Linked DNA regions of Mus musculus: all the other regions are linked to region 6. Evidence: chromatin contacts called from public promoter capture Hi-C data. All regions are on one chromosome and are shown on one strand. The core of a region is the stretch at or near the end of the contact, and the rest is flanking DNA. Distances in the headings are between cores, read along the strand shown. Region 1 holds the start of 4930579G18Rik (RIKEN cDNA 4930579G18 gene). Region 2 holds the start of 4931414P19Rik (RIKEN cDNA 4931414P19 gene). Region 3 holds the start of Bcl2l2 (BCL2-like 2). Region 4 holds the start of Naa30 (N(alpha)-acetyltransferase 30, NatC catalytic subunit). Region 5 holds the start of Mmp14 (matrix metallopeptidase 14 (membrane-inserted)). Region 6 holds the start of Hnrnpc (heterogeneous nuclear ribonucleoprotein C). Region 7 holds the start of Efs (embryonal Fyn-associated substrate).

Region 1 (2,898 bases), core at 28-2,527, 2.5 Mb after region 6:
AGCCAGCCTGACCCCTAGCTAGGTTGCTCACGATGGGTAAGTTAGTGAGAAAAGGAAATAAATAAAAACCAAAAAAACAAACAAACAAACAAAAAAAAACAAAAAAGAAAGAAAATAAAAGAACCCAAAAAACCAATTAAACAAAATAACTTAATTAAAACAAGAAAAACACGAACCAAATAAATAAACCCAACAAAGAAATAAAAAAATAAATTATAAAAATAAAAGATTAAAGAAGAGGTAGAAAATAAAAGAATAAACTAGGAATATGACAAATGTTCCAGGTACCATCTCACACCTGGGATCTTCAGTTCAGCCAATCGCACCTCACTGTGTACTGTATCTAGTCAACCGCCGTCCAATCAGAATGAGCCCTCCCTGCTAGGCGCTGTGCAATTGGTGGGGGGTTGGGTTGGCAAAAAAGGTGGGCGCACGGCGTGGTAGTCAGCGTGGCACTGCCAGAGTCCTCCCAGGGGCGCAGGGGGGGCGGGAGGGAATCGTGTGGGGGGACGCTGCCCAGTTTCCAAGATGTCAAAACAGTTCACTGGCGATGGCCAGCCTCAGCGAGGGGCAGAGGGGGGAATGGGGGCAGAGCATCAGTCCTGGCCCTGTAGGGCATCATCTTGCAGTCCCTGATGAATGAGCAAGCGGCCTGTGAGCGGCAGGAATGCTCCTTGCCTTTCTTTCATGAGGCAGGCAGGACCCTATGTCCACCAGTGACAAGCTGCAGCAGTGCCACTAGCCAACACTTGGGATCCAGGTGACAACTCCAAAGTCCCTTCCTCCTCTGAGTGTAACTGGGGAGAGGTCCTGTCACCGAGCAGGATCATGGAGCCTCTGATGAAGGTAGCCCGGGGGTGGCAGTAGTCAATTTCCCCAGGACCTGGTACACATTCAGCAGCAAGCTCAGAGTATGTCTTCCGGTTTGTCGTTGGCACCTCCTCAGGGACTGCAGCTGAGACAGTGGTTCCGGTTGGGTGGGTGAGTGAGTCCCTGCCTCCAGGGATGGAGGAGAAGCTGAAGCGACCGACACGATGCTGCCCTTCACCATGGACAGCAGGGACCAAAGGAAAGTCCATCTGAAGAGCAAGTGGTGACACGCGGGCTGGGCTGCCATCAGCTTTAAGCCCCTGGGTACAGACCCCCAGACTTCTCTGCAGGGTTTCTAGTCAACAAAGCTTAGGCCACCGGCCCCACTCAAGTGTTTACAGCTCGGCACTGTCGTCATAAACATCTGACTCTCTTAGGTTTCTTGGTCCCTAGATGGGGATCCCAACAGTCTGTAGCAAACAAGGCAACCCACAGTCTCTGACAGGTAAGGGCATGTGGGCAGGCACCCCAGCACTGGCACAACTCTTCTTGGGGTGTCCCGAGTAGGGCGATGATTCAAGTCCACCCCTTTCCAAATGCTTCTTGTTCTCAGTACAAGTCTCTCCAGAACAGTGCTCGTCTCAGCCCCGATGTAAGCAAGAAGGGAGGCGGGGCCCATCACAGACGCCCACAGACACGCCCCTCTGGCCAAGACACCGGGAGCACACTCGGCTCTGATTGGGCGGCTCGGTAGCAGCGGGTGGGTCCAGAGGTAGAGGCGGCATCAGCGATTGGCCAGTTGGGCAGGGTTATATTTTACGGGCGGATTACCGTACATGAGGTACTTGGACAAAGTTTTACGGGGAAGAAGGACCTTGTAATAAATAATATTCTGCACATCAAATCACTTTCACCGGCCCCCACCCCCGCAACACACACCAGAGAAAGGCTACACACACAACAGCCCCTCCCACCCTGTAATAATACCACTCCCAAACCCAGCTAATTCTATTTCTTTAAGGGTCAAGAAGACCTCGCTGGCTCCAATGGGGGAAGCCTCTTGAACTGGGTATAGGAAAAAGTGGTAATATTTGTGCCAACAAAACAAAACAAAACCTAAGAGGGCCTTGTGGTTCACCCCTTGGATTTCTAAGAAGCTACACTTCCGTAATTAGACCACTGGGGGGCAGAAGAGCAACAAAAATTCCTCAGCATGGCTGACTCGGTAAGAGACCCAAAGCCCCACTAGGTGGCGACAAGTGCCATTAAGCTTTTAAAAAGGAGGGAAAGCTCAAGGAGTTAGCTTCACAGAAGCTTCAGCAGCAAGAAAGCTGCACTTGGGTTTTTTGGTTTTTCTCTCTCTCTCCTCTCTCTCTCCCTCGCCTCCCTCTCCCCCCTCTCTCTCTAAAAAAAAGGGCCATTAACAGACTTCCAAATTAGGAGCCTGGTCTATATCACTGCTTCATGTAGGGAAAGGAAATCAAAGACCTTGTCTGTTATCACAAGGGGCATCCCTTGCTAAACCAGCGAATTCTCCCTTGCCCTATCCTGATCCAAGGATAGCCTTATCCCCTTTAGGTCATCCCACTGTGTAAGAGGGATGGCTGAGATGGTCTATTCTCCCTAGGCCCACGCTCGGCCCACCCTCCCCAACAGGTGGCTTGGCTAGTTACCTCTTTCTTTTCCTCTTCTTCAGCACCACCCTCTGGGCGCTCATCATTGCTGACTTGGTCTGCAACAGGCAGAGGAGGCTCAGGCACCTCATTTTCAGGTCTGTTTTCACTGGTGTCCATGGTCACTTCCTCCTTCTCTTCACTGACAGGATGGAAGAGATTGAAGGAAAGGGTAGGAGAGAGTGAAGGGGAAGAGAGAGCAAGATGTTAGCTTTGTGGACATAAAATCCCAATGGCTCCTTACTTGGGCGGGATCAGACTAGAACTTTCCCATGGGAAAGTGGGAATGCTTTCTTTAGGGAAAAAGCACAAATTACAGTGGTCATGGCCACTCAGTACCAGATGGGGCCTTTATGTGGGGTTCCCAGCACTCAGAGTTCTTAGACACTCACTTCACAGCTCTCTTGCACGAAAC
Region 2 (2,700 bases), core at 9-2,508, 2.5 Mb after region 6:
CCCTACCCCAAGTACCCCTCCCAGGACCCCACCCCCACCCCCGTTCAGTAACTGGACTAGAATATTGTCTCACACACTTTCCCAGATGTGGAGTTTTCCAAACAAATCCCAACCAATAAAAGGTCACTTTGTCAAAATGCCAGGAGATTCCCTTCTGGTACCTCCCCCCAAAACTACTCATAAAGGCTAAAATATACACAGTTGCATGTTTAGGAAGGAAAACCAATAAAAAACCAAAAGCATTTAAAAAGTCACTAAAAGGCTCTGGACTACACACTCAGTCCCCGTCCCCCCCACTTCGTTTGCCAAACACACTGACTGCAGGCTTTGGGGCAATTATTTAATTATTCACTAATCTGATATAAAAAGAAGCAGAAAAGAAGGTAAATTCCAATAGGATGAAAGTTCTTAAGTATGCTAAGTGCAGGATTTCCTCTACGCTTTACTTTGCATTTGAAATCCTGTTTTGATCACATTTGGGAACACAGAGGGGAAAAAACATCCTAAGGTCTATTTTACACACATAAAATCAAATGAAAACACTTTAAAAATAAAATCCGATAACAGCACATATACACATACTTTACATAAATACAAAGAATAAACCACAAGATGAATCCATACGAAATGGTATGTTTTAAGTGTACATACACACAAATGTCCTCATGAAATTGTGTGTGCAAAACACTGTGAGAGAGCTTTCCCTTCTCTCCTGGGAAATGAGTGTCCCAATTAAAATAACCCAGTATATTTAATCTATTGGCCTGTCACACTCGCTGCTACATTGCTGCTACAGCACTTGGTTTTGGTTCTGAGTGAGTGTGTCTAAAATACATGCCAAAGGCTTTGTGAGGGCACCTCAAATCTCTCTGTTGCCTGTGGTAGAAATTCACATTATCGCTTTAACCCGATTAAAAACAAATCTATACTTCCCCAAGCGACTAAAATTTAAATCCTTCAACCACAAAATTTACCAATTCTTAAAATGTGATCCAAAAAGAAAAAAAAAATCTGTAAATTGGTCTGGGAACAGTTGCACACGGCTTCTCAACTTGGTATATTTTTAAACCTCGACCAGGAAAAAGAAAGAGAAAGAGAGACAGGAAAAGAAATGGGGAAAAGAGCAAATTCCCCTTAGCAACAGTTTCCTCACCCCAGCACTGCCACAGATCTCTATTTTTAAAAATTTGGAAAACGCACACAAGATGAAGGAGGAAAAAAAATGGAAAAAGGATACTCGAAGGTCGTATGGCTCTTTGTATTCGTGTGTGTGCAAAAAAGGAGGACTCGCGGAGCCGGAGCTCACAAGCCCCGCCCCTTCCCGGCCGCCCGCCCGGATTGGCCGCCGCCCGCCCCGCCCGCAAGCACACGCGCCGCACCCGAGGCGCCCGTCCGGGGGGCCCCCGAGGGCCGCGAGCTCCCGGACCTGGCCGATGCGCCCACTGCCCTTCCCTTTCTCCTCGCTGTCCGCTCATCTTTCCCGTCTCGTTCTCCCTCCCCGCCCCCCAAGCCAGGCTCAGAAGAACCACCCTGTGAGTGAGCGCCCTCTGACATTGCTAAGCTGGGAGAACTAGCGAACTTGGGACCTCTTAGGCTGATTGAGCGTCAGGTTTGGGGGGCGAGGCCCTCCAACCCTTGGTTTCCCAGGCCAGTGTCTCTGGGTCACACAAGTTGTCTAGCAGCCCACCTTTACATGAACATCTATGAGTGTAACGTTGTTCAAGTGAGAGGCTAAGTAGCCTTACACTTGGGGCTTGTTTTTGCACAGCCTGAGCCAGGCTCCCCTACTAGGCTAAAACCACATTCTGAAGAAACCAAAATGTCTCCCTCACACACCCTGCATGTAGACCATTGCTTAAACCTCGATTTTAAGCAGTCCATAAACCGGTCTCACTGCACCTTTTTATTATAAAACGTTTGCGCGAACACACACACACACACACACTAACATACATACATACATACGTGTGTGTGTGTGTGTGTGTGTGTGTGTGTGTGTGTGTGTGTATTTTTTCTTTTGGTGGGGGCACTCGCGTGCCGCAATGCAAAGTGTGGCAATTAGGGGACAACTTGTGCCAGGTGTGGTGGCGCATGCCTTTAATCCCAGCACTCGGGAGGCAGAGACAGGCGGATTTCTGAGTTCGAGGCCAGCCTGGTCTATAAAGTGAGTTCCAGGACAGCCAGGGCTATACAGAGAAACCCTGTCTCAGAAAAAAGAAAAAAAAAAAAAAAAAAAAAAAAAAGAATAGGGGACAACTTGCAGGAATTCTCTCCACCTAGAGGGTCTGAAGGATCAAACTCAAGTCCACAGGGGTTTGGCAGCCTTCACCAGTGTCTCTGCTGGACACTAAGTTCTCTTTCTCCCCCCCCCCTCTCCCTCTCCCTCTCCGTCTCTCTCTCTCTCACCTATTTATTTATGTTTTAATATCTGAAACCCATGACCCTTCTCAAGTCTTCTTTCTAGGACTTCCTGCCTTTTCCTCCTCACTCGAACCCCTGACCTATGAGTTTATAAAAGAAAATGAAAAGAACTCTAAAAATGGTGATGCATGCTTTAACCACATTAAAAGAAAAAGATGTGTTCCCGTTTCTTTTTCCCTCTTGTTCTGGAAGCAGTTTCTATGCTTCTGGCTGTGGCCTGGCTGTGTTGAAGAGGAGACTGCAGACGTCTCCAGCTTTGCACAGCAATGTTGACATGGC
Region 3 (2,737 bases), core at 184-2,683, 2.8 Mb after region 6:
AAGGTTTAGTGGGAGAAGCAAGGGGAAGTAACAAGAAAGAACTGAAGGAAAGAAGCATAATTGGGTTGCCTCTTTCTGGCCTTAACTGGAGTTCCAGAGCTGAAGAAATGGCAACCTTCAGGAGTCCTGGGTGGGGGGAGAGGTGGGAGGATCAGCACACTGATGAGTGCCCTCCTGTGGATCTGCTGTAGTCAGAAAGCTTCTTGCCCTGGAAACTTGCTCTACAGAAAGATATTATCACATGCTGGATAGTGGTGCCTCGGGCCTTTAATCCCATAGTGTCTGAGGCAGAGGCAGGCCAATCCCTGTGAGATCGAGGCCAGCCTGCTCTATAGAAGTGAGTTCCAGGGCAGCCAGGGCTACACAGAGAAGAAACCATGTTTCAAAATACACACACACTCGGTTTTTATATATACATATTTTTACATATATATATATACATAAATGCACATATAAATAGATATATGTATATTATATATACATATATGTGTATATTATAAATATGTATATGGAATATATAAAAATATAAAAATATTTACATATACTATACTGATATACTTTATATTTATATGTATATTGATACATTTATAAATTATATATAACATATATATTTATACTTATAAACATATTTATATTGTATGTGTATATATAAAAGCACATATTTATATAAACATATGTGTATGGATAAATGTATATATAATCCATGTATATGTGAATGTAGATATTCACATGTAAATTATAGATATATGTAATCTGTAAAACAGGTATTAACCCAACATTGGTAACCTGTATTTAGAGAGGGTGTGTAAGATTAGTAAGCTTGTATCAATTTGTGCCTTTTATTGTTTGATTTTTGTTTTAAATAGTAAGAATTAACTCCTGTGGTGGGTAACAAATGAAAAGAAAATCAATCTGATTACAAAAGATGAAGATTGCTTGTGGACACTGTAAACCAAGGCCTGACACCTTGATACCTAGCTGAAACTCCAGCCAAGGAAGAGCCCACTGCATTAAAGGTCCTGAGGGGAAGTATTTTTGTGTTTAGTGTTTCTACTAGCCCCACAAGGGCAAGAGGTTGTTCCCAGCTTAATAGGAACTGCTCTGCTTTTCCTAGGCACGCAATCCAAGCTGGAAAGTTCAACAAGTGCGTGAACAGAAGAGACCTTCCGGAAATGCTGAATTTGCACTGAGCTGCTGAGGCCCGGTGTGTTTCTCTGGGGACACTGCGGGCTTCGCAGGCAGCCGGCACAGGTCACTATGGCCTCTGAACAGCCCTTCAATGGCCCTCTCTTCCTGGAGTTGTGGCTCTTCCCAGCCCTGCCTCCCAGCCCCGCCCCTCTCTCTGGACGCATCTCTGTGTCCCATCATCACCCGGCGCCGGGCCCTCCCTCCCTGCCCTCCCCTCCTCCCTCCTTCCTTCCTTCCCTTCCTCCCTTTCTCCCTCCCTCCCTCCCTCCCTCCCAGCTCCTCCACCAGGAAACAACCGGATTCCGGATCCCGGCTGCGGCCTGACCCGTGAGATTCCTTAACCTGGCTGGCGGGCGGGGTTGGAGACCAGCTAAGGGTGGGGGAATGGGAGGAGCTGGGCCTTTGGGCTGCTCTTGGGGGTACCGGGAATAGAGATGGTGTCGGCAGGAAGCCCGTGGTCCCGGGTTTCCCAAGAGGGCAGTCATTAAACACGGAATCGGTCCCACAGCTGGCAAAGCTTTGGAGGTAGGGGCCCAGTCCCAGGCGCTGCAGTTCCAGTTCTTTCCGGGCCAGACCCAGGCCTTTCCCACCTAGTTCTCTCTCCCTCCCCTTTTCAGGGCTCCACTCTAGCCGGGAGGATGAAAGGCCTCAGCTGGGGGCTCCCTGCCACCAGCACTGGGTCCTAAGAGCTGCCATCCAGGCTGGGTAAGTGTCCTCTTCCTTTCTGCCCCATTACAGCCCTTGGCTTTTCCCATCTTCCTATTCAGCCCCTGTCTCCTCCCTATCTTGTGCCTCTGCCAACATCTTCGCATCATGCTCCTGGGGAGGTCTTAAGCCCCTTCCTATAGCCAAAAAGGGGTGTGTGTGTGTGTGTGTGTGTGTGTGTGTGTGTGTGTGTGTGTGTGTGTGTGTATAGAGGTGGCATACAGCTGGTGCTGTCGTATGAAAGGAATCTGAAGTAGTCTAAAAATAAGATTTCCTGTTGCACACTTAATTTGACATGTTATACGTGGCCAGCTGCTTATGCTCTGAACCTCCCCATGACTTAAATCCGTTGCTCTTTCTTGGCCCTGCCCAGTGCCTCTGAGCATTTCACCTATCTCAGGAGCTTGATCAAATAGGAAATGTCCCTTCTTGCTCTCTGTCAATAATTTCCTTATATTTATGTCAGTCTGTCATCCTTGCCCCTTTCAGCCGCCCGGATGGCGACCCCAGCCTCAACCCCAGACACACGGGCTCTAGTGGCTGACTTTGTAGGCTATAAGCTGAGGCAGAAGGGTTATGTCTGTGGAGCTGGCCCTGGGGAAGGCCCAGCCGCCGACCCGCTGCACCAAGCCATGCGGGCTGCTGGAGACGAGTTTGAGACCCGTTTCCGCCGCACCTTCTCTGACCTGGCCGCTCAGCTACACGTGACCCCAGGCTCAGCCCAGCAACGCTTCACCCAGGTTTCCGACGAACTTTTCCAAGGGGGCCCTAACTGGGGCCGTCTTGTGGCATTCTTTGTCTTTGGGGCTGCCCTGTGTGCTGAGAGTGTCAACAAAGAAATGGA
Region 4 (2,716 bases), core at 180-2,679, 2.9 Mb before region 6:
CTTTAGAGGCTGAGTCTCTCTGTTTGAGCTGGTGGTGTCCTTTAATAGTCTTAGTGAAAAGGATTGTCACCCTCGTGTCTCAAACCATGCCACAGTGCAGGTTAATCTCACTTGAAATTTATTTTTATTTTTACTTAGTATTTATTTTTAGAAACAGTTTTGCTATGCAGCCCAGGCTTCCTTTGAATTCCATAGCTTTTTACTTTTGCCTTCTGAGTACTTGGATTCCAGACATGTGCTGACTACTGCAGCTCACTTTTTTTTTTTTTCAGTTTAGATTATGGCACAAAGTTGCAAACACCTGTCATAAAAGCCTATCTCTGAAAACATGAATCTTGGGCATACCTGACTAGCTCTATAAATCAGTTGAAATAAATAAAAAAGCTATCTAACACATTTTATTCTTTTTAAACTTGTTATGGGTGTTTGCCTGTATGTAGGCGTATCTGTGCACATTCCTGATGCCCTTGGAGGCCAGAAAAGGCTGTAGCCTCCCTTTGACCTGGGATTACAGACAGTTGTGAACTGCCATTTGGGTGCTGGGAATCTAACCCTAGTGTTCCTTACTGCTGACTCATCTCTTCAGCTCCTACAAGTTAATAAGTAACTTGATTAGTATGCGTGTGAGTTACTCAACTCTCAGATCAGATATGCAGAAAACTACCAGCTGTGGATTAGAGCAGAGGTAACCCACACGCTCAAAGTTTTTACACCTGCTTAGCATATCACATGGGAGGATCCCGTGAACTCTTACCAGGTGCTTCCCAACCTAACACAATTACAACCACAAATCAGGAGTACGCTTGTTAGCCGCCACCATCTCTGTCGCTTCCCCCAGTTGTTGCCTTTCGTTGTCCGGCACCTGTTTGTCACATTTATGCCTTCAATCTTTGGGGTGGAGGAATGGGGCAACAAGACTACTAGCCATTCTTTTGTCCCAACGGGGTAGGTAAAGGTTCTTCTTCTTCTTTTTTTTAAATTGCAAAATGCTATCTTCACAGCTCAATGTTTTAAATTCCCTCTAATTCGCGGTCCAGGCCGGGATTTGCTGCCTTTGTAGCCGGCGCTCCCTGCCCCACGCGCCAGGTCAGAGCAAAAGTTGTAACAGTACAGCTGCATAAAGGCACTAGAGGTTGGATGTCAACAGCCAGCAGCTCCCAGGGCACCTAGCCCTGCCCACCCGGGGAGGCTGCGGGGCGAGTTCCGCAGGAACCTCTGGAACCCCAGGCTAGAGCCCCACCCCCGGCACGCGGCCTCCCGGAAGCCCTCCGGAGACACCTCGGGCCCCGCCCCTGCACAGGTCACCTCCCTCCACGCCCCCTTTTCTGGCCCGGCAGCCGGCAGGCAGGGAAGTGTCGTAAAGCTTGGCCCAGGAAACTTTACCCGGGGTAACAGGCGAGGCGCTTTACGGCGGCGGCGGCGGCCGGGTGAGAGGCTCGGCAGCGGCGGCGACAGCGGTGGCGGTGGTGGCGGCGGAGCGGCCGCGGCGGTGAAGGCGACTGCGGCGCGGCGGTGGCTGAGGGAGAGGAGCGGCGGAAACGGCGGCGGGGAGCGGCGCGGGGTGAGCCGCGAGGAGGGGCGGGTGGGAGGCGGTGACACGGCCGGCGGCGGGGCTCGGGCGGCCAGGGACGGTGGCCGGCGCGGCGGCGTGGGGGCGGCGCGGCGTTGGGGACACTCGGTGAGGGACGGTTTCTGCCTTTGTTCCCCCCGCCTCGGCCGCCCCCGGCCCGCCAGTCCGCGCTGCCTGGCGCCGGTCGGCCGCCTCTCATGGCCTCCTCTCTCGGCTGTGTCGCTTCTAGGATGGCGGAGGTACCGCCTGGGCCTAGCAGCCTCCTCCCACCACCAGCGCCTGCGGCCCCAGCGGCGGCGGAGCTCCGCTGCCCGTTCCCGGCGGGGGCCGCGCTCGCTTGCTGCAGCGAGGACGAGGAGGACGACGAGGAGCACGAAGGCGGCTGCGGGAGCCCAGCGGGCGGCGAGGCGGCGACCTCGGCCAAGGCGCGTTCTTGCCTTCGCTGCCCGCAGCTGCCTCCGGAGCAGCAGCAGCAGCAGCTCAACGGCTTGATCGGCCCAGAACTGCGACACCTCCGGGCCGCGGCGACCCTCAAGAGTAAGGTTCTGAGTGCAGCGGAGGCGGCCGCCCCCGACGGGGCCTCCAAAGTGACTGCCACAAAAGGAGCCGAGGGACACCCGGGGGAGAGACCTCCCCACTCGGTCCCCAACAATGCAAGAACTGCACTCCCCGGCCGGTCAGAGGCAGCGGCGGCGGCGGCGGGGGCGGCGAGCGACCCCGCTGCGGCCCGAAATGGACTGGTGGAGGGCACCGAGCAGCAGGAGGAGGAGGAGATGGACGAGCAGGTGCGGCTGCTGTCTTCGTCTCTGACCACCGGCTGCAGTTTAAGGAGCTCCCAGGGCAGGGAGGCCGAGCCCGGGGAGGATCGGACGATACGATACGTCCGATATGAATCTGAGCTCCAAATGCCTGATATCATGAGACTGATCACCAAAGATCTGTCTGAACCCTACTCCATTTATACGTATAGATATTTTATCCACAACTGGCCACAGCTGTGTTTCTTGGTAAGTGGATGGAATGAAAACAGGGTGAGCCCAGCAGAGATCCAGGCCACTCGGGGCAGGGAGTGTGAGGGCCCGGAGTGTGGCCGTGGATGTATCCTTCATTTTCATAGTACCTTACAGATGGGAGGCGCGAAGGTGC
Region 5 (2,764 bases), core at 41-2,540, 2.3 Mb after region 6:
TTCTTAACAAGCAGCTAGTATCTGGGTACATGGTCCAGGAGACACTCACACTGTAAGGCAGATATAGGAAGGATTAAACTCGGGGTCTTCTGCTGAAGGAGTAATAATCAGACTTAAGTTCCAGAGGTTAAAGAGGGTCCTTGCTTCCCCACCCCCACACACAAGGTCGCTGCCCATGACCTAGCAACCATTCATTGTATTGATCGTGAGCCTCCCTTGGATTCTGGAGGCAAGGACCTTTGTTCCCGTTCCAGTGCTCCGTGTTTGGCTCCCATCATCCACCACAAAGCTGGCAGCTGTGGATCTCTGCAGCTTCCTACCTGGCTTTATTCCTGCCCCCTTCCCTTACCGCTTCCCTTGCTTGCTTTCCTTCCCTCTCCCCACTGCCTTCCTCTCGCTGACCAAATGCAATTCTTGGATCTTACATTTCGCTGATGGTCGAGTTTTCTGTCTCCCACACTTTTCCTGCCTCTGTCCCACTGCTGGTGTGTTTCCATATCTAGTTGTCAACCTCTTATCTGTCTCCCTCTCGGAGAGCCAGCGCAGCCTGGCCTCCCTCTCCCCTGTCTGCCTCTCCTTTTGTTCTCCCTGCCCAGCCATCACGGAAGCTGCGCGCTCGAAGGAACTGTCTCCACTGTAAAGACTAAAGGAAACTCCAAAACCCTACCTCCCATTCCTTCCTCTTCCAACAAATTTCACCACTTCTATCCATCGGGCTTCCCCCGATCCTGTGACCTTGAAGCCCTTTCCTACCCAGGCAGTTCACACTTAATAGAACAGCCAGATTGTAAAAGCCATTAATAAAGGGGTCGGTCCCCCAATTCAAAGTAATTGCGGTGGCTGTTGGGCATGTGGCTTTTGTTACAGTCTTAACTTTGGGGCAAGAGGAGGAGAAGGAGGCTGTCCACAGGTCTCAGCATACAACCCTCTTGTTAGTAAATGTCCCTTCTCCCAACCTTCCTCACTCGCAAGTTAGACTTCATGTCTCCACCATTCCTAGCCATCGGGCTTCCCAATACTTAAACACTCTCAAGTGAGACATGCTGAATACTACGGGAATCAGGCCACCCAAAAAATGCTTAGGAAGAGAAAGTCTTCCGCATCCCGTCCCCTGGGACACCCAGGCTCCTAGTTAGTTGCCGGCTGCGGCCTCAACCCCTGCAGATGGCAGCCTGCACCACAGAAAAGACAAACTTTTTTTTCCCCTTCTCTCCTGCTGTAATTGGATTCGAGCTGAAACACCACGTCCCCACCGAAAAAGGAGGGCATTGGGGCGGGGGCGGAGGAGAGGCTGTGGGAGAAGGGAGGGACCAAAGGAGAGCAGAGAGGGCTTCCAACTCAGTTCGCCGACTAAGCAGAAGAAAGATCAAAAAACGGAAAAGAGAAGAGCAAACAGACATTTCCAGGAGCAATTCCCTCACCTCCAAGCCGACCGCGCTCTAGGAATCCACATTCCGTTCCTTTAGAAGACAAAGGCGCCCCAAGAGAGGCGGCGCGACCCCAGGGCGTGGGCCCCGCCGCGGAGCCCGCACCGCCCGGCGCCCCGACGCCGGGGACCATGTCTCCCGCCCCTCGACCCTCCCGCAGCCTCCTGCTCCCCCTGCTCACGCTTGGCACGGCGCTCGCCTCCCTCGGCTGGGCCCAAGGCAGCAACTTCAGCCCCGAAGTAAGTGAGCTCCTCCGGCCCTTCCCGGAGTTTCGCCCGCCGGGTAGGCGAGCCCGGGGGTCTCCAAGGGGACAGCCCCCGCTGAGAGATGGGCTCTGGGGGGGCTCTGCTGCGCCAGCCTTTCTTTTTCTCCCCTCATCTGCAAACTTGCAAGTTGATCCAACTTTTGCCTGCCTCCAACAACCCCCCTTCCGCCGCCACCGACTCTTTCCCATTCCTCCCTTCCCTGGAAGAACTCTGCAGCGGGGCCCGGGCCTCGCTTTTCCAAGCTCTGCGCGCACTGTGGCACAAGGCGGGAGCCTCAGAGACACTGGACTCCGCGCCGTCCGGGCCGGTGTCACACGCGAGTTGTTCCTTCAGTTTGGCAGCGCTCAGGTGCCCGAGGCCCTGCACGGACGCATCCGTACCAAGTGGGGGCGTCGGGGGCGCCCAAGCTGTACCCGCCTCCCCTGGACCGCCCTCGGTGCGGGCCGCTGGCCCGGGCGTCGAGGATCGCGGCGGGCCGAACTTCCGCGCACACAAAGCTCTTCTTGTGAGCAGCGGGGCTCAGCCTGGCCACCTCCTCCCTCGTCCTCCACACCCCTACCGGCGCCTTGGGGGGCCTTTTTGTTGTTGATAATTATTTTTCTGCATTGATCGCGGGGAGACTAGGGGGAGTCGCTCGCTCGGTGAGTTAGTTGAGGGTTGGCCTGGGTCTCCCCTGAGTGTCCCAACTGACTCTGGCGCCCCCACCCCCATCCCTAACTCTTCCGTGACCATAGCCCACCCCGGTCCTGAAGGAAGCGGCATGGGAGTAGTCCGAGGAAGTTTTCCCTCCCTCTCTTATTTTGGGGTGAAGGTGGGAGACGGATTTAATCAGCTTCTTATTTTGGGCCATCCCAACCCACTCAGCCTGGTGAGGACCTGGGTGTGGTAGGGAAGGGCTGGGAAGGGCCCAAATGAAGGATACGGTCTGGATTTGACTCCCTCTTCTCTGGGCCCAGGCCGGGGCGCACCCTCAGAATGAACCTCTCCTGGGCACATGCTGCCTGTATCACTGAAGAGACCTGGAGCTGAAAGGCCAAGTGTAGCCCTAGGAGTCGGGCCACAGTTGTGCAT
Region 6 (2,700 bases), core at 34-2,533:
CAAAAAAAAAAAAAAAAAAAAAAAAAAAAAGAACTCAACACCTACAAGAGAGAAACTAATTTGTTTTTAAGCACGGTTTTACTATGTAGTCCTGGGCTGCCTTGCAATGGGTAAGGGGTCCTGTCTCAGAGCCTCCACAATACAAAGATTACTGGCCTGCACTATCATACATAGCTATAAACTGCCTTTTTGAGTTTTAGAGGGATAGGACTAGTACTGAGGTAGCTGTAAACCCTTGCTGTGCCTTTTAATTATTGTTCCCAAGTCCAGCTTGAAATTTTTCTGCTAACATCCGTGTCAGGTCCCCTCCCCCCAAAAATAAGCCTTTCCCCCTATTTATTTATTTACGAAACAGAGTTTCTCTGTGTATCCTGGGCAGTCCTAGAACTCAAAGAGATCTGCCTGTCTCTGCCTCCCAAGTGCTGGGATTAAAGGCGCGCACCACCTAGAAACTCAGTGAAAATACTTGACCTGTCTAGTACGATCCTGTCAACCGCTTCTAAGGCTCAATTCTCTCTATGACAGTAGTACCTACCTCAAGTTCCACTAACTTATGATTTGTAACCTGCAGATAAAATGTGAGCTGTAATTATTCCAATTAAAATTAATCTTCCGCACTTCCCTTTACAAACACAAGCACTCCGACTTTTAACCATTTTACCCCTAGAGGAAAAAAGTAATGATTACTCAACCTATTGTTAAAACGCCGTTCAGATGCCATGTAGCCAGCCTGGAATTTAGAAGCTTCCAGTCCGACACCACCATGTTATCGCTCCCCTACCCCCACCCAGCGTCTATCTTCGGAAGTGATAACGGAATCCGTAAGATATCCCCGACAATTACATCAACAAGCATTTCGTTCTTCGCTTTCTTGGTCCCCCCTTGGAATCCCTGATGGGCAAAGAAAATCAAAGTAGCCGTTAAACCCGAGCGCGCAGACAGGGTATTTTCGTACGCACCGTGGCCTGGAGGTCACTAGGTTGACTCCGCGCCAAGGCCGAGGCCCTGTTGCCTCCCGCATGAGACCCAAGTCCCCACCGCACGGGAACAAACGCGGCCTCGGCTTCTGCCGCGAGGCCGGTTTCCCCCTTACACACGCTGGCGGGGCCCAGCAGCCCAGGGCCTCCCCTGCACTCGCCCCCTTCGCTTACCAAAAGGAAGGAGAGAGAGAAGAGACCGCCTCTCCTACTGCGAGTCTACGCCGAGACGCCGGAGCTACAACAGCGAAGAACCACACGACCGTTCGCTCTCCGTCTCCTCACAAAATGGCCCCCGAGCTCCTCTGCCGCCGAGGCGAAAGTCCAGCCCCCGCCTCGTTCCTGGAGGCGTTCCTATTGGCTGTGACTTTTCTCGCTCCCGCTCCTAATTAGCGAGCGCTACCGCTCCTCACAATTCCGTCCAATCATAATCCGAGGTGGGTTGGGCTAATTGCGAGAATTTCCACATGCGTAACAGAGGCTAGTTAGTAATTGGTTCAGCTTCATGCCACTTAGTGACTGACGGATGGTTATTGGTCAATGTACCAGACGGAAAGCTGGGTGGAATTTTCGCCTTTGTATCGCGCACAGCTTCTCATCCGGGTATCCGGCGGATCTGACTGACGGCCGCATCGTCCTATCAGTGCTTCTGAGAGCTCCCAGGTCCGGCCAGATCACCGCATTTCCGCGGCGCGGGGGTGGGAGAGCCTGGGTGGAGTCTGGTAGCGGGTGCAAACGGCCTGCCCTAGCCCCAGGCCTAGGAAAAGGGAAACGCAAACAAGCTTCTGAGAAGGGAGGAGAGTTATCTCTAGGCCGTCTACTAGCTCTGCAGTTATTATCAAATTCAGATCCCTTCTTTCTGCCAGATTCTATAAGCTGTTGGGAGGACATGGCCTTCTCAGTGAACAGCTCCCCCTCCAAACCAACTGGGTTCTGTAGTTCTCTCCTGCAGGAGCAATTACCCGACCTCCTATAAACCCGCTTCCTTGTCCCAAGTCGCCACACAGTCTGCAAACCCAATGGCCAGCCACCTCAATTTCCCACTTTCTAGAATAGACTACTTAATCCCCTCAGGTTTGGTCTGCCACTAAAGCTCTGGTTATACTGTAGGAACATTAAATACACTGAAATGTATATATAGCTTACGGAGAAAAGGAGATTGTATCCCAGAAAAATTTCCTGATTTTTTTTAATCTTTAGATCTTTAAACCTTTGCCTTTTTCTTTCTTTCCTTTTTTTTCTTTTTTTTTTTTTTTTAAGAAAAAGATTTATTTACTGTTTTTATATGAGTACACTGTAGCTGTCTTCAGACACACCAGAAGAGGGCATCCGATCCCACTACAGATGGTTGTGAGCCACCATGTGGTTACGATCAGGACCTTTGGAAGAGCAGTCAGTCCTCTTAACCTCTGAGCCATCTCTCCTGCCTAGCCTTTGTCATTTTCAAAAGATTTATTTTATGTAAACCAGTCCAACGAGTTTATGTGTTCCCAATTTTACATCTTATTTTTAAAAAGAAAAGTTTGGGCTAGGTAGTGTTTCAAGTGCAAGCCAGCCTGGTCAAGTTTCAGGACAGCTAGAGCTATAGAGTGAAACTCTATCTTGAAAAAACAATAAATATAAGTAGGTAGGTAGATTGACAGACAGACAGACAGACAGATAATTGGGGAGCCAGAAAGATGGCTTAGCAGTTAACAACAACTGCTGCTCTTCCAAAAGACAG
Region 7 (2,700 bases), core at 145-2,644, 2.8 Mb after region 6:
TGGAGGTGTCTGCCTGGCAAACCTCCTTTCCCTGGTGAACTCACCGACGTGGCAATGGCCATGGCTCTGGCCTCCAGCGTCGCCTGCTTCAGGCCAGGCTCTGTTTCGCTGACTTCAGCGATGGCTGCCCCACACCATGGTTCCCGGCCTCCAAGTCAGAAGGTCACCCCAAGCTGTAGCGCTTGAGGAGATAGATGCCTCCCCCCAAAGTTGGAGGAAGAGAAAGAAAACCCACAAAACTTTCCAAATAGGAGGCAGCTTGGCCAAGCAGGAGGAGGAGTAAGGCGGGCCTGGGCGTCGCTGCGGGACCTCATCCAAGGGGCGCGCTCTAAATTGTCCCCCAGGGTCTCTCGGGGCTCCAGGCCCCCACAGCTGCCGCCTTAAGTCGCAGAGGCCTCCTGGACTCACATGGGCTCACAGCTCACTTCCCAGGCTAAGAGACAGGAGCTGTGGCTGCTTTCGACGCCTCTCCAAGCAGCTCAGGCTAGCCCCGAGGGCTGGGAGAAGCCGCCTGAGTGGTTGGGCTGGACGAGCGACTCTTGGGGCCAACCCTCCCCCAGCGGCGCAGAGCGGTGCTCCCAGGGCTGTCTGTGGTCGTGGCAGCCGGGCCACTGCGGCGGGACCCGCGGGGAAGGAGGAGGAGCGACAACTGAGCTGCGTGTCGCCAAACTCGCTCAAGTCAGCGCAAAGGCCGGCGCCAAAAGGCCTAAGAGCGCGTGGCGGTGGAGCTGGGCTGTCTGCCCAGGCCCGCGCCGAGGCGAGCTCTCCCGGCCACACTCCTTCTCAACACAGCCGGGTCTTGGAGGTGGCCGCCAGGCACCTCTCAGTCTCAGCGCTCAAGGGCGCGCACCACCCTTTGCCCCAGGCACCCCTCTGGCCCCAGTCCCCGCTCACACACCCTGGACCGGGCCCTCGGCGCGTCCCAAAGCTTAGGGAAGCTCCAGGTGTCTTGGGAAATGAAGAAAAAGGCACCGAGCAAAAGGGAACAGAGAAGGGGAGGAGCAGTGCTGTGGGCTCGCCTAGGGTCGAGGTGGGGACACTGAGGGTTAGAAAAGGTCCGGGGTCGCGCGCGGCCCCCGATCACCCCTTGCACTCCGCGCCCCTTCCCTCCCTTGCCCGGGCTCCCGCTCCCCCTCGGCAAGCTCTCCCTCCCCTCCCCGCAGGCCCATTCCTCTCGCGAGGGGCTCGGGCCAGGGGATTAAGAGAAGGGGGAGGAAGGGGGAAGGGGAAGCTGTAGGGAAAGGGGACGATCCTTTCCGAGGCGGTGTTGAGTTTCAGCTCCAGACCCTCGGGCCAAACTGCGCGCCCCAGCCCGGCCACTCTCCCCCGCACCTTCCTCCTCGGGACCGCGCAGCAGACCGCGGGGTGGTCTGGTCCGCGCGCTCCGGGGAGCTCGGCTCTGCCCGACACGCCCCCGCTCTCCCCCGCCAGCCCCACGCCTCTCCCTGCCTCCCTTTCATTAGCCCCACATCTGTCTTTCCCGAGGGAGGGGACGCGCTGCTTCCGCCGCGCGCTAGGGTCCCGGCGGTTTGAGCACGCTGACTTTGCAGGGGCTCAAACCGGCTGCGGGGGTGAGCCGGGGAGGTCCAGAGGGCCACAGGCTTGGAGTCTGGTGCTGAACAAAGATTCTGGCCCTTGGGAGAGAACAAGAAGCTTTAGCGGCTGGCACCAGATCCCAGGCTGGCCGGTTGCACCGCCTTTTAGCCTCCTTTGCCAGTCCGGGCCTGTTTCTTGTCTTTGGTTTGGCCCTCGCTGCTACTGGAGCAGCTGGAGTAGAGATCGTAGGCAGAAGATGACAAAACTCTTTCTGAGGGGCTGGAATCGGGAGTTTCAGCCAAACCCCAGCTCCTTGCCTCCTTTCCCCTTCCTGCGGCCTCCCTTCAGTCGCCCTCTTCTCTAGCCTTTACTTCGAGGAGATATACATCAGAGCTTCTCAGGGTTGGGAGAGATCTGTCTTCTTCAAAAGAAAAGAATTTGGGGCGGGGTGGGGGGAGTGTGTCCTGGTAAGCAAGCTGCTAAATAGAGGTGCAAAGCTGTAATGTTTCCCCAGTGTTTACGTTTAACAAATGAGCACTTTAAGCACAAACAGACAACGAGCTTAGTCGTAACCTCTTTACAAGAGAACAGATAAAATCTTACTTAAGGACCTTTGTGAACTGGAGGCTTTGAGACCACTGTTGCTCCACCACACCACAGTGTTCCACAAGCTTAAGCACAGCATTTTCCCAGAACCACCCGAGGGGACAATGTTTACTGCCTGGTTACCTAGAACCCTCTGCCGAGGGAGAGGGAGAGTTGGCACCTAAGGGTGGCTCAGTGAAAGTTTCAGGATGAACGCGGGATGAATGGTGCTGGCCCTGGTCAGTGATGCTGGAGGGCAGACTTCATGCCCTGGCTGGAAACCTTCAACAGACTCAGGCTCCATTAGAACGAAAAGGAATTTTCGGGGAAGCTAAGCAGAAGGATGTGAAAGGTCCAGGCAGGGCTGCAGTTTGAGAGATGGGTGGGGACCTCAGAGCTTGAGGAATGACTTTAGGTAGGGGCAGCTTCTGTCTTGGGAGTGAATCCTGGCTTGTTAGCTCTGATACCTTGGTCTAGTCATAGCCATCCGGCAGTTTTAATTCCTCCCGTGTAACAGTTGCTTTGGCAAGGAGAACACAGATGGAAAATGCCCCTTCTTCCTCTAACAACACTTTCACG

Evidence for each region. Promoter capture Hi-C pulls out the DNA fragments that hold promoters and counts their contacts.
Region 1: a promoter capture Hi-C map of pre-B cells shows a contact between it and region 6, with 5 times the contacts expected there. The contact joins the promoter of 4930579G18Rik here to the promoter of Hnrnpc in region 6. A contact is called at or near these places in 3 of 39 promoter capture datasets (cranial neural crest, liver and pre-B cells).
Region 2: a promoter capture Hi-C map of pre-B cells shows a contact between it and region 6, with 7 times the contacts expected there. The contact joins the promoter of 4931414P19Rik here to the promoter of Hnrnpc in region 6. A contact is called at or near these places in 4 of 39 promoter capture datasets (cranial neural crest, hippocampal neurons, liver and 1 more).
Region 3: a contact with region 6 is called in a promoter capture Hi-C map of liver, with 7 times the contacts expected there. The contact joins the promoter of Bcl2l2 here to the promoter of Hnrnpc in region 6. A contact is called at or near these places in 3 of 39 promoter capture datasets (liver and pre-B cells) and 1 of 115 datasets of contacts at active chromatin or transcription factors (astrocytes).
Region 4: a contact with region 6 is called in a promoter capture Hi-C map of liver, with 4 times the contacts expected there. The contact joins the promoter of Naa30 here to the promoter of Hnrnpc in region 6. A contact is called at or near these places in 5 of 39 promoter capture datasets (cranial neural crest, hippocampal neurons, liver and 1 more).
Region 5: a promoter capture Hi-C map of hippocampal neurons shows a contact between it and region 6, with 5 times the contacts expected there. The contact joins the promoter of Mmp14 here to the promoter of Hnrnpc in region 6. A contact is called at or near these places in 3 of 39 promoter capture datasets (cranial neural crest, hippocampal neurons and liver) and 1 of 115 datasets of contacts at active chromatin or transcription factors (bone marrow-derived dendritic cells).
Region 7: a promoter capture Hi-C map of hippocampal neurons shows a contact between it and region 6, with 2.8 times the contacts expected there. The contact joins the promoter of Efs here to the promoter of Hnrnpc in region 6. A contact is called at or near these places in 2 of 39 promoter capture datasets (cranial neural crest and hippocampal neurons).

Annotation. Positions count from the first base shown.
Region 1 is chr14:54,649,234-54,652,131 of GRCm38.p6, forward strand. It overlaps 4930579G18Rik (RIKEN cDNA 4930579G18 gene), which reads left to right and starts at 1,278. Exons shown (of 6, transcript NR_038053.1): 1 at 1,278-1,315; 2 at 1,832-2,035; 3 at 2,507-2,581. It overlaps Acin1 (apoptotic chromatin condensation inducer 1), which reads right to left. Exons shown (of 19, transcript NM_023190.3): 9 at 2,484-2,625.
Region 2 is chr14:54,604,650-54,607,349 of GRCm38.p6, forward strand. It overlaps 4931414P19Rik (RIKEN cDNA 4931414P19 gene), which reads right to left and starts at 1,259. Exons shown (of 7, transcript NM_028890.2): 1 at 1,154-1,259.
Region 3 is chr14:54,881,992-54,884,728 of GRCm38.p6, forward strand. It overlaps Bcl2l2 (BCL2-like 2), which reads left to right and starts at 1,434. Exons shown (of 4, transcript NM_007537.1): 1 at 1,434-1,515; 2 at 1,806-1,893; 3 at 2,383-2,737. The coding sequence starts at 2,391.
Region 4 is chr14:49,170,817-49,173,532 of GRCm38.p6, forward strand. It overlaps Naa30 (N(alpha)-acetyltransferase 30, NatC catalytic subunit), which reads left to right and starts at 1,430. Exons shown (of 5, transcript NM_027492.2): 1 at 1,430-1,561; 2 at 1,800-2,577. The coding sequence starts at 1,801.
Region 5 is chr14:54,430,308-54,433,071 of GRCm38.p6, forward strand. It overlaps Mmp14 (matrix metallopeptidase 14 (membrane-inserted)), which reads left to right and starts at 1,291. Exons shown (of 10, transcript NM_008608.4): 1 at 1,291-1,666. The coding sequence starts at 1,559.
Region 6 is chr14:52,102,738-52,105,437 of GRCm38.p6, forward strand. It overlaps Hnrnpc (heterogeneous nuclear ribonucleoprotein C), which reads right to left and starts at 1,284. Exons shown (of 9, transcript NM_001170981.2): 1 at 1,152-1,284. It also overlaps a transcript of Rpgrip1 not described here.
Region 7 is chr14:54,925,394-54,928,093 of GRCm38.p6, forward strand. It overlaps Efs (embryonal Fyn-associated substrate), which reads right to left and starts at 1,395. Exons shown (of 6, transcript NM_010112.4): 1 at 45-1,395. The coding sequence starts at 62.